2 separate regions of the Ovis aries genome follow, and region 2 is linked to region 1. The links are chromatin contacts, called in public Hi-C maps. All regions are on one chromosome and are shown on one strand. Each heading gives the region's core, a stretch centred on a gene start, on an enhancer-like site or on the middle of the called end of the contact. The rest is flanking DNA. Distances are from core to core; before and after follow the strand shown. Region 1 has its middle 40 kb from the start of DMRTA2. Region 2 overlaps FAF1 (Fas associated factor 1).

Region 1 (3,631 bases), core at 963-3,462:
GCCACGCTGTGCTTAGTCACTCAGTTGTGTCTGACTCTTTGGGACCCCATGGACTTTAGCCCACCAGGCTCCTCTGTCTATGGGATTTCCCAGGCAAGAGTACCAGAGTGGGTTGCCATGCCCTGCTCCAAGGGATCTTCCCAACCCAGGGATGGAACCCAGGTTTGCCACATTGCAGGTGGATTCTTTACCACTGAGCCATCAGGGAAGCCCAAGGCACTGTACTTAAGTGAAATAAGCCAGTCACAAAAGGACAAATATTGTATGATGCTACTTATAAAAAGTATCTAGAATAGCCAAATTTATAGAACCAGAAAGTGGAACAGTTGTTACCAGGGGTTGAGGGGAAGAGAGAACGGGCAGTTAGTATTTAATGGGTACAGAATTTCAGTATGGGATGATGAAAAAGTCCTGAAGATGGATAACAGTGATGTTTGCCCCACAATATGAATGGAATTAATGCCACTGAGTTGTACACTTAAGAATAGTTAAAATGGTAGCATTTATGTATATTTTACTACAATAAAAATAAATTAAAATCTAAAAACTAAAAAAAAAAAAGTATAGAGATTTTTGGCAATTTGATCTTCTGACAATCCTATGAATTAACTCTACTCCATTTATTCTTGGAGCAAAGCATTGAGAATATGTTATTGTTGATGAAAGTTGATAAAATTCAGCTGAGAAAATAAAAGTGCCAACTCAAAAAAAAATAAAAATAAAAATAAAATCTAATACTGGAGTGTGAAGTCAAGTGGGCCTTAGGAAATATTGTTGTTGAGTTGATAAGTCATGTCTGACTGTTTGTGACCCCATGAACTGCAGCACATCAGGCTTCCCTGCCCTTCACTAACTCCCTGTGTGCTGTGCTTAGTTACTCAGCGTGTCCAACTCTTTGCAACCCAATGGACTGTAGCCCACCAGACTCCTCTACCTATGGGGATTCCCAGGCAAGAATACTGGAGTGGGTTGTCATGCCCTCCTTCAGGGGATCTTCTGAAGCCAGAGATCGAACCCAGGTCTCCCACATTGCAGGTGAATTGTTTATCAGCTGAGTAATCAGGGAAGCCCAAGAAAACTGGAGTGGGTAGCCTATCCCTTCTCCAGGGTATCTTCCAACCCAAGATCTTCTCAACCCAGGAACTGAATGGGGTAGCTGAGCTGAGTAGGTGGTCTGTCTACTGTCCTTTTTTTTCCAGCCCACCTACTTCTAGAAGTGCCTGAGCCTTTGGAGGGTTCCCAATGTAAACCCAGTTTCTTGCGTAGACCATTGGGGGTGTATCATGCAGCTTTCTGAAGTCTTTTGACTCAAATGAGTTCCTAGCTTCCTTGCTGCTGGCATCTCCTCTCCTGTTCACTAAGTCCTTGCAGCTTTAAATCTATTAATCAAATCTTTTTGCTGTCATTTTAGTGGAATGTCAGGAAAAGAACAGACGTGTCCAGCCTGTCATCTTTAGTTGGAAGTCCTTTGCTGGGTTTTCTAATCTTTCTACAAAGACCACACATGGCACACAGTTTTAAAATATATTTAAGCACGTGAGTTAAATATTGTGAAATCATATAAAACAGTTTAAGAAGAGGATGTTCATCAGGATTCCGACGGGAGAATACCTCGAACGGGCTGGGTAGTGTAAGAAAGGTATCCTGAGATGCCCGTGTTTTCACATCACGAAGGCGAATAAATTCCTCTGTGTACGCATAGTGACCACCTCGACCTGCAGTTACAACCGCAGCAATTAAAAGGGAGACCACTAGGTGTGGCGGGAGAGAGCGGTCCTTGGGGTGATGAGGCTAGCGAAAAACCGTCACAGTTCCTCAGTTCAAATTTCACTGCATTTCAGAGGCAAGAGCCCTCCTCGGAATTGAAGCTCAGGAAGGAGCCGGGCAGCGCAGCGTACTCGCGGGTAGCGGGAAATTGGGGGGTGGGGGGAGTCACACAGAACCGAGGCGAGAGCCAGGCCTCTGTCCCCTGCACCTAGATGAGGTCAGATAGGTCGGGGGCAGGGGGCGGGCGGAGCCAAGTCCAAGGCTGAGTGCCAAACCCACACCCTTGTCTGAAGCGGGCAGAGGGTGAGCCTCCAGCGTGGCGTCACATCTGGATGCACCAGGCTCACCCCAGCTGCGCGCTCAGGTGCGCGGAGCCCCGAAGGGGTGGGGCCCGGGAGGAGCTGCCTTTCCACTTTGGGCCACACGGGGGCAGCAGAGGACAGGCGGAGAAGACAGAGGGCCTTGGGATGGGGGTGGAAGAGGGTAAGGAGACAGGGAGAAAGACCTAGAGAGGGCTAGAAACACAGAGAGACAAAAGATGAAAGTGAAGGCAGTAAAATGAAGAGAGGGGAGACAGGCAGCCAGACGTCCAGTAAAGGTGCGCCTGGAAGCCCCAGAGCCACAGGGGAGCCCAGCACTGCTAATCCTGACAGTGACCCCTCTAGGTGCTGTCTGAGCCTGTGATTACTGCGAACCCTTTTCATTGATGAGGGAACTGGGGAAGAGAGAGGACTGTGGTCAACTGTTAGGACGCGGAATCCTCACTAGATAGCTTCCTGGCTGGGTTATTTAACTTCGCTGCCTCACTTTCCTTACTTGTTTCACGGCGTTGTTGTGAGAATTAAATGAAACAACAGATATAACGTGCTAGACTAGCACTCAGCATAAACGCCAACAATTATTGTGTTTTTCTACCTTGTGACAACAGGTTAGAACGTTTTATCCATTTAAAAACTTAGTTATCTGTTTTTATAAAGTTTTTTCTGTGAAATTATTTACAGATATCTTCCTCCTCCCTTGCCCTTTTTAACCTTTATACATATCACAAAATCAACCAAAATGTTCCCCTACTCTGAAATCTGAATCCTAATTAGTGGTAAAAATTTAAACTTGGTTGGCACATCACACTTTAAAAGTATATGTATCTTTTTTTTTGTTTTTTGGACTAACATTTTATTTGGACATCAGATTATAAACAAGACAAATAAGTAAAATCCAGTGTTAGGAAATAAAAAGAATTTTAAAAGAACAATCAGAATGAAGTAAGTCAGAAAGAAAAATATCAGTACAGTATATTAACGCATATATATGGAATTTAGAAAGATGGTAATGATGACCCTATTTGTGAGACAGCAAAAGAAACACAGATGTAAAGAACAGACTTTTGGACTCCGTGGGAGAAGGCGAGGGTGGGATGATTTGAGAGAACAGCATTGAAACACATATATTACCATATGTGAAATAGATCACCAGTCCAGGTTCAATGCATGAGACAGGGCGCTCAGGGCCGGTGCACTGGGACCTGGGACGGCTCTGAGGGATGGGATGGGGAGGGAGGTGGGAGGGGGTTCAGAACAGGGGCACATGTACACCCGTGGCGGATTCATGTCAATGTGTGGCAAAAGGCACTACAATGTAGTAAAGCAATTAGCCTCCAATTAAAATAAGTAAATTAATTTTAAATAAATAAAAAGAACAATCAGGACAAATGACTCACAAGGGAAAGGGGAGTAACTTTTGAACTAGACTGTGATTTGTATCATTCTGTAACTTAATTCCTAAATATACCAAGTGAATTGATAATTTAATCTCTTAATTGTAATGCTCTAATTTAAAAAAACTAATGCGAATTATAACATGAAGA
Region 2 (3,557 bases), core at 21-2,520, 320 kb after region 1:
TATTTTCTAAGAATATAACTAAAACATATTGACATATAAAGCATATTGGTACATTATGCCAAAATGTAAACTCTAGACATTTATTTTTTTGTAAAATGTTTATAATTATCACATAAGTCATATACTATTGGTATGATTCTGCTGTTCTTTGCTAATGGCTATATTTAAAATAAACTTGATTACAGTGTAATATGTGCCATTAAACAAAAGTAAACCATGGAACAAAAATATATCATAAGAGAATTATGCCCAAAATATAAAAAAGCACAAAATAATTTGCATGTGATCCTTTGTATTTTAATCCATATACCTTAGAATAAGAATTAATTATTTTACATTGTCAGTATTCCAAGTTAGAATTGTACACAAACAGCTTTAAGAATAAAAAATAACTATAAATTTGCACAAACTAGGTTTGCTTTTACTTTCTTTCTAATTTTATAATAATTTTGGTTACTAATCAGAATTATGCTAAGCAGAGCTATGCAAAAACAATTTGGAAGTTCATTTGAACTTAAGGTTATTAATTACACAAGTCCAATTTACATTTAATGGACTTTAATACATTATATATTTTTATGGTACCATGTGGAGATCTGGAAAAATGGTTGGCTCAAATAACTGGTTCTTTTTTAAGGGCATTTTATCCCTTTCGGTTTACTCAGTAACAGCGATATATTTTTTAAGTATATATTTTACTCAAAAAATTCATAAGTAAGTCACAAACCAAAAGCTAACAGATGTGTGACTTCTAATTAGTTATAATAATCTCTGCTTCAATGCCATTAGAATGAGCCTTTCTTTTCTTTTGAAAACTAAAAAAGCTTTCCTTTGAATTTTAAACTGTCAGGGTGCTTCAAAGTCAATGTACAAAATCTGCTTTGATTAAAATTTTAGACATCTACAGTGATAACTTTATGAAAGGAAAATATTAAATTATAATTATCCTAAACAGACACAGTCTTGTGAAACTAACCCTACATTCATGTTAAAACACAAAGAGTTGAATATAATGAATTTGATTCATCCTCGAACACAAAGCTTCACCACAGTAAACTCAGTCAACTGTTGCTCTTGCGCCTATATTCATGGTGCTTAAATAGCGCACTTTAAAACAAAAAAAACTCCAATTGGCTTTTCAGACATCCACCCTCCCCAAAAATAACGCACTTGAAAAACTCAAATGATATGAAAGGCTTCAAGGCCTCTTTTCTCCCTTTCATACCCCCTTTTTTTTTATTTCTGTTTGCAGTAATCTGCCTTTCTCTTTCTCTTTCTCATTGCTACAGAGCAAGCGAGGAGGCTCAGAGCTTTGAAAAGGGGGCTCAGTGTGTAATGGGTCTACTAGAATTAATTTACTTGCACCAAATCCATTGAGCACAGAGGGATTTTTTTCCTCCCTCTCTCTCTCCCTCTCTCCTCAAATCATTTGGAGTCGAACGCAGCCCCCCAGCCTTTGTAATTCTAGTAAAGCACTTAAAGTGCACAGTAGGTGTTCATGAGGACCATCTGGTCAAAAGCAAAACAAGCTGCTGATTTTGCCTTTGAATAGAATGAAGCAAGTGTGAATTAGTCTCTTCAATTAGCACTATTACAACCTGTCAAGTGCATATTGTAAAACAGGATTATTACAGTATTGGTCACCAGTGCAATTATTTACTCTCTGCCTTTTCTTGCATATAAAAATGTCTTATGTTTATTAGTTTCTGAAAACTGAACATAATATCTCTTACCACAGGCATTTAAAACCTACCAACACACAAATCACAGATGATGAAATACAGTCGGCCAAGAAGTTGTTAGAATACCCGTACCTTAAGTAACAAAGGTCTAAACCTCTGTCAACTTTTTAACAAAATTTCATTGTTTCTATCTTCTTGAAATGTAGGAGAAGAAATACTTACATGGGCTAAAAAAAAAAAAGCCCAATGGAGATAATTTTAAAATACTTTCAGAGGGAGAGAAAGACTTGTCAGTTCTAATGGCTGCATTGTAAATATTAAATGTATTTCCTAAGGAGATAATTTATTAAGCATCACAGAAAACCCCAATATTTATAAACTGATCATTACTTATTTATTCATTTGAAATAGCATAACTTCAACACATCTCTGTTATAAAGTGCAATGTGAAACTTATAATATACATGCATATTTAAAAGAAACTTATAATCTCCTTTCCTGAAAGCTGAATAAAGGCTTGAATTCACTGCCCAGTTTCTTAAGAAATTATCTTTTATTCTTGCTTAGGTATCATTTGTGATTTCAAATTAAAAAAAAATCAGACTATGATACATGCTAATTAAAATGGGTTCATTCTAATTGAGCTTATATGTCATTTATCTTGCAATAAAAATAAACCACTTAAATTTTTAATTAAGCACACAATTTAATTTATCCTATTGCATATGAACATTCTCAACTCCCTACTCTTCAGTTCTGTGCCAGCAGCCCCTACACTCTCCATACTGGAAAACAAACAAACCAACAAACTGTATCTAAAACATATATAGAAAGGGCACATTAGTTAAGAAGTTACAGTCAATACACTACTAGAAAATTGCTCCTTAGTATAACCTGTAAAAGACTACATATTTAATTACTGGTACTAACCTCTAGCACTAAAGGAGAATAGTTTGAAATATATGTTAGTCAAGCAAGTTAAGAAAGTAGGAAAAGAAAAATGCACACAAAACCCTAACAGGAATTTCAATTTGCAGAATCAGAATTAGCCTCATGAGTTCACAGTTATTTAGCTGACATTATTTTCAAGGACTGGTATGATTTATTTAATTTACTTCTACTTGCTAATTCAAATTTGTAGCTTCCTACTTAACAATTACTAGTATTAGTAGTAAAATGTTCTACTATTTCATCCAAGATGTATCTTTATAGGTTGTCAATTTTTCCCTTTAATTCCCATTAAGAAATAAATCAACATTAACAAGAACAGTGAGAATTTTAGGATAAAGTGAAACTCAGAAAAGAATTTAAACAATTCCAATAGCTATTCATCATGCCTTCTGCTGTATGAGACATGGAATACTCCATGATTCAGAACCAAAATTACTTTGTTTCTTTAATCCTTATTATTCTGGGTCATGTGTATATTCCTTAAATTTGTATGACATCTACAAAGCAAAGTGGATATTTTGTCTAACAGGAGCTTCTGCAATAGCAAGATGGACAACAAAGAATTAGTTTCCAAGAAAAGTTGGCTTGATTTCAGGGACTTTATATCCTTTTCCACACCTGGGATTAGGATTTACAGTAGGCAAATCAATCTTTTCTTCTCCTTAATTTAACCAATCCCAAGTGCATTTGTAACCACAGATCTTTAATAGTATTTGAAGACAGAATTACTTAGATCTATACAATTAACTGTTTAAAAAATCTAAACTCTCAGGGTAGAAAATTCATTAGATTAAGGTAAGATTGTTTAAATTTTCAAGGAAAGTCACTACAGTGTGCCAACCAGCTGATTGAGGACCCCAAAAGTAGAAATATCATGAAATTATCATTACATTATTTGATAATTTTTATAAACTATCTTGTCAT

The links. A called contact is a pair of places that touch in the nucleus more often than the background predicts.
Region 2: a contact with region 1 is called in a Hi-C map of hypothalamus, with 4 times the contacts expected there. The contact joins two enhancer-like sites. A contact is called at or near these places in 5 of 16 Hi-C or Micro-C datasets (hypothalamus, liver, muscle and 1 more).

Annotation. Positions count from the first base shown.
Region 1 is chr1:24,876,614-24,880,244 of ARS-UI_Ramb_v3.0, forward strand. No RefSeq gene overlaps it. Among named protein-coding and RNA genes, the nearest start is that of DMRTA2, 40 kb to the right of the region's middle. Within about 2 kb of position 2,213, at least 1 of the 54 cell types and tissues checked has an H3K27ac peak or open chromatin away from gene starts, as enhancers often do. A contact at or near this core is called in hypothalamus, where this site is marked.
Region 2 is chr1:25,200,596-25,204,152 of ARS-UI_Ramb_v3.0, forward strand. All of the region lies in intron 8 of FAF1 (Fas associated factor 1), which reads right to left. Among named protein-coding and RNA genes, the nearest start is that of FAF1, 230 kb to the right of the region's middle. Within about 2 kb of position 1,271, at least 5 of the 54 cell types and tissues checked have an H3K27ac peak or open chromatin away from gene starts, as enhancers often do. A contact at or near this core is called in hypothalamus, where this site is marked.